3 separate regions of the Pan troglodytes genome follow, and all the other regions are linked to region 2. A link is a contact called in public Hi-C and HiChIP or PLAC-seq data. All regions are on one chromosome and are shown on one strand. The core of a region is the stretch at or near the end of the contact, and the rest is flanking DNA. Distances in the headings are between cores, read along the strand shown. Region 1 holds the start of P3H3 (prolyl 3-hydroxylase 3). Region 2 holds the start of CHD4 (chromodomain helicase DNA binding protein 4). Region 3 holds the start of LAG3 (lymphocyte activating 3).

Region 1 (2,704 bases), core at 153-2,652, 220 kb after region 2:
CTGGGGCCCAGGCAACCCCATCTTTCCCCAGCTGACCCTGTGAGCCCAAGCAGGCCTGCTGAACTCAGAGGAGAAAGCCTGAGTGAGTAACACCTCATTCTGGCCGAGAGTAGGGCAGCTGCCTCCAGACTCTGGGGAGACGGGCGCTAGATTTGGGGCTCAGAAGGCCCTGCTCTCTCCCATCCAAGTGACCAGATGCCCTACTCAGCTTCCATCACCCCTAGCAATATGTATTAAAGTCTGAAGTGTTGCCATGGAAACCTCAGTGTCCAGTGTACTGCGGTGGAAAGGGGCTTGGAGGGTGCAGTGGCTCACAGGGGACACGACAGAGCAGGGGCAGCAGACAGAGGCACAGAAGGACACATGGAGAAATGATCACATGCTCCACCAGGCAGCCTCGCACAGGGAAGGCTGGGAGGAGCATATCCTGCTGGGGGCGGGGCTTGAGGACACACATCTTCGTTGGTTGGGGTATGAAGGATCTCTGTTCAGATTTGTTGAGGTGGTTTTAGAGGGTGGCTCCAGCCCCAGTGCCCAACTCTCCTTCTAACCTCAAATCCATGCAGGGGCTTACTTTATGGGCAGGAAAGGTTTTGGGGCTGACGCAGTGTCCCGGAGCTGGACACCTCCTCCTTGCTGCATTTTAAAGCTCTTTCTCCAAAGGAGTGCAGGGGTGGATGAGTGTGTGTGTGTGGGGGGGTGGGAGTGCAGGGGTGGATGAGTGTGTGTGGGGGGGAGTGCAGGGGTGGATGAGTGTGTTGGGGGGGTGGGAGTGCAGGGGTGGATGAGTGTGTGTGGGGGGGAGTGCAGGGGTGGATGAGTGTGTGGGGGGGGTGGGAGTGCAGGGGTGGATGAGTGTGGGGGGTGGGAGTGCAGGGGTGGATGAGTGTGTTGGGGGGGTGGGAGTGCAGGGGTGGATGAGTGTGTGTGTGGGGGAGTGCAGGGGTGGATGAGTGTGTTGGGGGGAGTGCAGGGGTGGATGAGTGTGTGTGTGGGGGAGTGCAGGGGTGGATGAGTGTGTTGGGGGGGTGGGAGTGCAGGGGTGGATGAGTGTGTGGGGGGGGAGTGCAGGGGTGGATGAGTGTGTGGGGGGGTGGGAGTGCAGGGGTGGATGAGTGTGGAGGGGGTGGGAGTGCAGGGGTGGATGAGTGTGTGTGGGGGGTGGGGGGGGCGAGGGGGGGATCGGCGTCCACACTCCTTTTTCTGGACCCAGAAGCGTGTGTGTGGAGGGAACACAGCCCCAGTAGTTACCTCCAGACCTCAGGGGCTGAAGTCACCGCTTGGGCTGAAGTCATCCTTCATGGATGCCCAGGCCTGCTCCAGTTCCCGCCTTTTGCCCTCCTCCTCCCGGTTTCTCCCTCTTATTCCACACTAGACCAGCTTTGTCCACTCAGCACTCTTCTCTCTCCATCTTTTCACATGGGCCTCTCCCACCATCGGGTCTCAGCCCCATCTTCTCTCTCTCTCTCTTGGCCTCCCTCATTATTTCTCCCTCTCCCTCCGCCTCTCCATCTCTCCTTCCTCCCCCTCCCTCCCCCTTCCCCCCTTTCCTCTCCCTCCCTCTCGGCTCCCGCATTTCCCCTCAGCTGCCGGCGGCTCCGACATCATGCTCCGGCTCCTCCGGCCGCTGCTGCTACTGCTGCTGCTGCCTCCCCCGGGGTCCCCTGAGCCCCCCGGCCTGACCCAGCTGTCCCCGGGGGCGCCCCCGCAGGCCCCCGACTTGCTCTACGCTGACGGGCTGCGCGCCTACGCGGCCGGGGCTTGGGCGCCGGCCGTGGCGCTGCTGCGGGAGGCGCTGCGGAGCCAGGCGGCGCTGGGCCGGGTGCGGCTGGATTGCGGGGCGAGCTGCGCGGCCGATCCGGGCGCCGCGCTCCCCGCCGTGCTTCTCGGGGCCCCGGAGCCCGACTCCGGGCCGGGACCCACGCAGGGGTCCTGGGAACGACAGCTTCTCCGTGCAGCGCTCCGCCGCGCAGACTGCCTGACCCAGTGCGCAGCACGGAGGCTGGGCCCCGGGGGCGCGGCGCGGCTTCGCGTGGGGAGCGCGCTCCGGGACGCCTTCCGCCGTCGGGAGCCCTACAACTACCTGCAGAGGGCCTATTACCAGGTTGGGAGCGGGCCGGGCAGCTCCGAGGGTCCCAGCCCTCACCACGACGCTGTCCTACTTTGCGTTGCCCAGGAGTAGGCGGAATGCTGTTGCCCGGGCCCCGGACGGGGCTGGGGAGCGTACCGCGGGCCTCTGCGTAGGAGCTGGCTAAGCGACCGCGAGGACCTCTTGAGATCGCAGAGGAGCAGCCGAGGGGGAGTGCGAGCAGAATGGGAATGGGGCGGGGAGGTCGTGAGGTGGGACGGGAGCAGATCGAAGATGGAGGGACCGGGCCGCCTCTTCCTAGGAATGAAGCGGAGGCGGTGGGGGCGAAACCGGCTCTCGGACGGGAAGTGTGCGTGGGTGTGTGTGTGTGTCGGGGGTGGTGGTGAGTGTGAACCTTCGCTTGGGGCAGGAGGTAGCTTCGGAAAGGAAGGAGCAGACGGAGGCCAGGTTGGGGTCCTCCGAGGCCAGACCTCTGCGGGCGGGGAGGGGACAGCACGCCGCAGCCGCCGGTACCGCAGCAGTTGCCTACGTGGCTGGGGAAGCGGGGCGCCGGTTGTACTCACCTCAGCTCAGGGTCCTAGAGACCTGCGGGTTTTGCTGGTCGCTGAGGTCTCC
Region 2 (2,910 bases), core at 149-2,648:
GGAACCACTCCCTTCGGATACCCTCCACCTCCGGCTCTGCACAGAGACAGCGGAGCAACACAGCCCTGCCTCACCAGACGAGTCACTCGGGAGAGCCCCAGATGCCTCCTTCCCGCCATGGGCCCTTGGGGAAGATGTTACCTGGGTGGGGTGGGGGCAGGCTGTTGTTCAAAAGTGCATCCATATCCTCCTCCTCACTGCCCGCCGAGCAGGGGGACGGGGAGCCCAGGCCCGACGCCATCCCCTTCCGCTCCCGGCCAGGGAATTGGCCCAGCTGCTCCTGCCGGCGGCCTGGGGCCCTCTACACTGGCCCGAGTCACTGTGCGGGGGAGGGGGGAGAAACACAGAACAGTCAGTGACGCGCACTGTCCCCCTCCCCCACACCCACCCGCTCTTTCCGCCCCCCACCCCAGCCACCCTAGCAGGGCACCCGAACCGCTCAGGCTGAACTTAGTTCCACACTCCTCGGGGGTAGCCCGGAAGCCGGCTCCCCGGCAGGCGCCCCCACGGAGCGAGGGAGCGACGCCTCCGAGGGCAGGCTGGTGCAAGCGCGGGGAGGGGAGACGCGGGGCTGGACCGAGCGGGGTGTGACGGGGGAGGGGGTCCGAGTGGCAGCGGCGCGGGGGGGCCAGGGGAGGCCGCAGGCGGCGAGGCGCTCGGGGACACAAGGTCACTTGGGGGTGGGGGGGGCGCCTCCCTGCGCCCGGGGAGGGGCCAGTCCCCAGACAGGGCAGCTCTCCAAAAGCTGTCCTCTGGGACAACTCAGGTTCTCCTCAAGAGCTGCGGGGACGAGGGGGCGTGGAGGCTCGGGCGCTGCGGGGGGCCGGAGGCAGGGACGCGGGGGGCGAAAGCGTCCCACCGGGAAGGGGGCCGGGCCACGTGTCCCGGGGGGCAAATGATCAAAGGGCGAGGGGGTGGGCGCCGGGCATTGTGGGAGACCAAGCCGGAGGCGGGGGGTCGCGGGGAGCAAGACTCCGGCAGGGTTAGGGCGGGGGCTGGGGAGGAGGCCGGGCGCCCTGCAGGGCCAGGAAAGGAAGGGTCGGCTCCTCTGGGCAAGGGGCGGTCCGCGGGTCCGGAGACGCCTGAGGAAGGGGCGGGTGACGGGATGACCCTCGGGGCTGGTAGGGCCGTGAGGGGCGTCTCTTTGGGAACCCCGCGCTCTCCTCACCCCGGAGCCGCCGCAGGTCGCGCAGGGTCCGGCTCGGTGTCACTCCCGCTCCGGCTCCTCCTCGCCGCGGCCGAAGGGGGGAAAATGGCTCCGGCTCCAGCGTCGCCTCTTAAAGGGCCTGAAACACCGGCCGGGAAATCCCACCGCACAGGCCCCGCCCCCCCACGGACAGCCCATAATAACCTCAACCAACTCCAACCCCCCCCTTCCACTACCGCCACCCTCCTCCCCAGGTCTCCCGGGCAACCCCCGCCCCCTCGTCGCTCAGGCAACCACTGGCCACGCCCCCTTCGAGCGCGCGCGCGCGTGTCACCTGGGCAACCGCCCACCTCCTGGCCATCCCATAATACACACGGACACCCCCCCCCCAACACACACACACACACACACACACACACACAACACACACACACCCTGCCCCCCCACATTTCATACACATATGCCAGGGGCTGCTGACATCTCATAATATTGCAGACCTTTTGCAACTAACCCTCTTAGACATCCCATAATAGACATCCTTTGCCAACTTCTTCTTCACTCTTGGCCCTAATGCTAACATCCCATAATAATTCATCACCCCTCCCTCCCCATGGCCATCCCATAATAAGCACCCCTCGCAGCACTTATGCCTCATATCCCATAATATTCAGCCCCATCCCCCACAGACATCCCATAATAACCATCCTTCATCCACCCCCAGTTTGATATCCCATAATAGTCAGAAACTCACCCCCCCATACTACAACAACGGACACTCGGCCTCCTCCCACACACATCCCGTAATAATCGGTCTCCCACTTTCTATACTGACATCCCATAATAACTAACCCCCTAGAGCTGCCCTCAGTCCCTGCAGGCCAGGGTCTAGAGGCTCACATCACCCCCAGCCTTCCCTCTTCTAGCTCCACAGCCTATAGTAAGTACCCCTCCTCTATCAAAAAGATAACCCATAATGATCAACAGCCCTACTGTCGCCCCACAGATGGACATCTAATCTCTTTTCCTCTAACACTGGAAAGCTATCCCATAATAATTTTACTCTCCTACCCACATCCTGACATCCCATAATAATTGCAAGGAGCCCGTGGTCAACCAAACATACCATAATACTCCCAACACAACCCAGTGTCACATCCCATAATGCTTCATCTCCACTCTACCACCCCTATACCCTTCGAGCCAGGCATCCCATAATATTCATATTCTTCCCACCCCCATCTCCAGGCGCTGTCAGTCTATTCTAACACCCAGAGCAGGGAGGGCCAGGCAGGCTACCCACGCTTCCTTGTCCCCGCCCCCACTTGCACACACCTTAATCCCTTTCTGGGCCAAAGTAGTATCCTGGCAAAAAGCCTCCTGATGTCTGGGACCCCAGCTTCCCTCATACCATCATTTCCAGACACTCGGGGGCTGGGAGCCCACCTAGGGCCCCACCCAGTCCCACCAAAATCTAGGTATTTTCCAGATGCTTACCTCCAGCTCCTAAGTTTTGAGGAACACCAACCAACCAAAATACCAAGCTGACAGATGAAACATTTACATGAAGTCTAATTCACCCTACAGCATCCCATAATAATTACCAACTCCCATCCAAAGACTATCTCTCAACATTCTAGCAATCCTCCCCCTCACCACATCCCCAGGTCAGGGATCTTTCACCAACACCCCCAGGCCACTCCTGGGGATGGACATCCCATCACGATGTGAACTCAGGTTCCTGCTCTATACACACCAAGAGTGAA
Region 3 (3,028 bases), core at 410-2,909, 160 kb after region 2:
CCTGGATCTCCCTCAGATCCCCTCTTCTCAGACAGCGCCAGGCCGGGGTGGGGCCGGGGTTGGGGCCGAGCCCCACAGCTGCCCCCCTCCCCTCCCTTTTTGTATAATTTAATAAAGAAATGGTCGCGCTTCTGTTTTTAACCTGTCTCCTGCTTTCCCGGGGGGTCCAGTCAGTGCGACAAAAGGGTAGAGAGGGAGGAGGGTGGCTGACCTCCCATTCTGCCAGGACCCTTCCCTTTGATACAAAAGCAGCAGCACACTCCTACCACCCACGACTCAAGAAGACAAGATCAGCCCTCCAGGGGTGGCCCGGAGCCCAGCTCTTCTGAGAGCTGACTTATGTCCTGTTTTGGATTCTCAGGGATGCTCCTCCCCAGCAATACACACTTCCCTGCTAACCCACACAAGACCTAGACACTGCTGAGCCCAGTGGAAAGCTACCAGCTCTATTGTGCTGAACCAGGCACAGAGAAACAGCCCAGAAACAGGAAGTCCTGCCCCTGAGCTGGGAGAGGGCTGGTAGTCCTGGGTCTCAGCCTGCTAGGATCTGGAGTGAGCTGCCTGGCATCAGAGATGCCCTCTGCCTGGCATGGAAGCGAGCTCCTTCCAGTCAAGCAGGGAAATCCTGGGTCTCGTGTCATCCCCAGGTCGGCTGTATGTTTGGTCACCTGCCCTCCAACTCTCCCTGGGCTGGGCTCCCCTGGGGAGCGGGAGTTGTATGACTCTTGTCAGTCTCGGGCCTTCCCTAGTCCCACTGCCTCTGTTTCCCCTGAGCTTGATCTCTGTTAGGAGATTTCTAAGATTTCTGCATTTCTCCATCTCCGCATGACCCTTGCCTTCTCCTCTTGGTTCGGAACCTCTGGACTGGAGGATGCTTCTGAGTGCATGGGGACCTGAGTTGGAGTGGGGAGGGGTGTTGACTCATCAACAGCATCATTTCCCCCAGGAGACGCCCATAACTCATCCAAGGTCAGGACCACACACTGTCACGCACACAGGTACACTCACAGCTTTTATCTTCACACTCCCTAACCTTGGCAAATTGTACAATTTCTTGGAAGCTCAGTTTCCTCATCTGTACAATGGGGAAAAGTATTAGATTTCATGAGTTACTATAAGTGTCCAATACAGTGCTTAGCACGTAATGAAGCCTCAATACAATGTAGTTATTCTCCATGCCCCACAAAGCTGGCATGCCTAGCCTCAGATCTACCATTTTTTGGGGTGCAGTAAAGCTTCCTGTCCACCATGTTCCCAGGGACATTGTACTGATGGGTGGAAAGGCAGGTCTAAAGGGGTCACGAAGTTCTGGGAGGTTAAGGGAACGAGGGAGGAGATTCAGCAACAAGGAAAGAGCTTGCCAAGAAGGAAGTGTGAATATTGGGACTGAGGAGGCAGCTTAGAGATGGGCAAGGGGGCAGTTCCAGGCAGAAATGGTTCGTGGAGGCAGAAGGTCCCTGGGAGAGGGAGCAGTCTGGAGGGTGGGGCAGGGGCGAGGAGGGGGAGGTGGGGAGACCCAGGACTGAGGAAGTAAACAAGGGGAGCGCCACCACAGAGGTGGAGAGGTGGAGGGTGCTGCTGCTGGGAATCAACCCCCTCAGACTTTCCACTGCGAAGCGAAACCGTAAGCCCTGGGGTGCGGGGGGCGGGCCGGGAGGAGGGGAAGTGGGGAAGGTGGAGGGAAGGCCGGGCACAGGGGTGAAGGCCCAGAGACCAGCAGAACGGCATCCCAGCCACGACAGCCACTTTGCTCTGTCTGCTCTCCGCCACGGCCCTGCTCTGTTCCCTGGGACACCCCCGCCCCCACCTCCTCAGGCTGCCTGATCTGCCCAGCTTTCCAGCTTTCCTCTGGATTCTGGCCTCTGGTCATCCCTCCCCATCCTCTCTCCAAGGCCCTCTCCTGGTCTCCCTTCTTCTAGAACCCCTTCCTCCACCTCCCTCTCTGCAGAACTTCTCCTTTACCCCCCACCCCCCACCACTGCCCCCTTTCCTTTTCTGACCTCCTTTTGGAGGGCTCAGCGCTGCCCAGACCATAGGAGAGATGTGGGAGGCTCAGTTCCTGGGCTTGCTGTTTCTGCAGCCGCTTTGGGTGGCTCCAGGTAAAACGGGGATGGCGGGAGGGTTGACCTCCAGCCCCACAGGAGGGGACCAGCAGGGATCTCTGTGGCCACAAAGGTCCTGAGGTCCTTAGCTCTGTGGATTCTTCTAATCCCTTTTTTGGGCAGTCCTTCCACCCCGAAAGCCTCTCTGGGCAGAGAAGAAACAGAAACCCAAGTTCTTCCTGCACCCTGTTTCTCCCTCGGGAAACACCCAGGCTCCTTCTCTACCCCTGCCTCTCGGCTCACGCCCCCTCCCCTTGGCCTCTCTTTTGCTCACCTAGTGAAGCCTCTCCAGCCAGGGGCTGAGGTCCCGGTGGTGTGGGCCCAGGAGGGGGCTCCTGCCCAGCTCCCCTGCAGCCCCACAATCCCCCTCCAGGATCTCAGCCTTCTGCGAAGAGCAGGGGTCACTTGGCAGCATCAGCCAGACAGGTATGCACCCCAAACTTGGGCAACAGGACCTCCGAATCCAGCACTCAACCCCACACCCGTGCCGGTCCTCTGTCCCCTGCCCTGAGGTGTCACTCCCTCTGAAGCCAGTGACCCAGTCTCCCTGCCCTCGCTTGCACCGTTCCTGCCCTTGCTCTGCAATCAGCGACCCTCACGCCAGCATCCCTTCTCTCCAGAAGTGGATGCGGCCAGTCCAACAGAGGGGTCGGGCGTGAGGGGACGGTTGGTGGTCAAGAGAACTCTTGGGGCGGGCTTTCTCATCCTCAACGGGTGGCTGCCTGCATCCTCCCGGGCTTCCTACCCCTGGAGCTTCTCAACTCCATTCTCTTTCCCGCCCAGTGGCCCGCCCGCTCCCGCCCCCGGCCATCCCCTGGCCCCCGGCCCTCACCCGGCGGCGCCCTCCTCCTGGGGGCCCAGGCCCCGCCGCTACACGGTGCTGAGCGTGGGTCCCGGAGGCCTGCGCAGCGGGAGGCTGCCCCTGC

What was found. Hi-C and Micro-C count contacts between places; a contact is called where the count stands out from the background. HiChIP or PLAC-seq counts read pairs in DNA pulled down with a chosen protein or histone mark.
Region 1: a contact with region 2 is called in an H3K4me3 HiChIP or PLAC-seq map of stem cell-derived excitatory neurons, with 4 times the contacts expected there. The contact joins the promoter of P3H3 here to the promoter of CHD4 in region 2. A contact is called at or near these places in 2 of 7 Hi-C or Micro-C datasets (induced pluripotent stem cells and stem cell-derived neural progenitor cells), 1 of 1 datasets of contacts at active chromatin or transcription factors (stem cell-derived excitatory neurons) and 1 of 1 other capture datasets (stem cell-derived neural stem cells).
Region 3: a Hi-C map of stem cell-derived neural progenitor cells shows a contact between it and region 2, with 1.9 times the contacts expected there. The contact joins the promoter of LAG3 here to the promoter of CHD4 in region 2. A contact is called at or near these places in 1 of 7 Hi-C or Micro-C datasets (stem cell-derived neural progenitor cells) and 1 of 1 datasets of contacts at active chromatin or transcription factors (stem cell-derived excitatory neurons).

The regions. Positions count from the first base shown.
Region 1 is chr10:14,009,378-14,012,081 of NHGRI_mPanTro3-v2.0_pri, forward strand. It overlaps P3H3 (prolyl 3-hydroxylase 3), which reads left to right and starts at 1,403. Exons shown (of 15, transcript XM_016922862.4): 1 at 1,403-2,104. The coding sequence starts at 1,607. GPR162 (G protein-coupled receptor 162) reads left to right here. Exons shown (of 5, transcript XM_016922866.3): 5 at 1-260. The coding sequence ends at 43.
Region 2 is chr10:13,789,817-13,792,726 of NHGRI_mPanTro3-v2.0_pri, forward strand. CHD4 (chromodomain helicase DNA binding protein 4) reads right to left here and starts at 1,399. Exons shown (of 40, transcript XM_063786248.1): 1 at 1,169-1,399; 2 at 142-319. The coding sequence starts at 241. LOC134807543 (a long non-coding RNA gene) reads left to right here and starts at 445. Exons shown (of 2, transcript XR_010148251.1): 1 at 445-534.
Region 3 is chr10:13,953,381-13,956,408 of NHGRI_mPanTro3-v2.0_pri, forward strand. It overlaps LAG3 (lymphocyte activating 3), which reads left to right and starts at 1,660. Exons shown (of 8, transcript XM_508966.9): 1 at 1,660-2,099; 2 at 2,381-2,528; 3 at 2,886-3,028. The coding sequence starts at 2,042. It overlaps PTMS (parathymosin), which reads left to right. Exons shown (of 5, transcript XM_016922858.3): 5 at 1-141.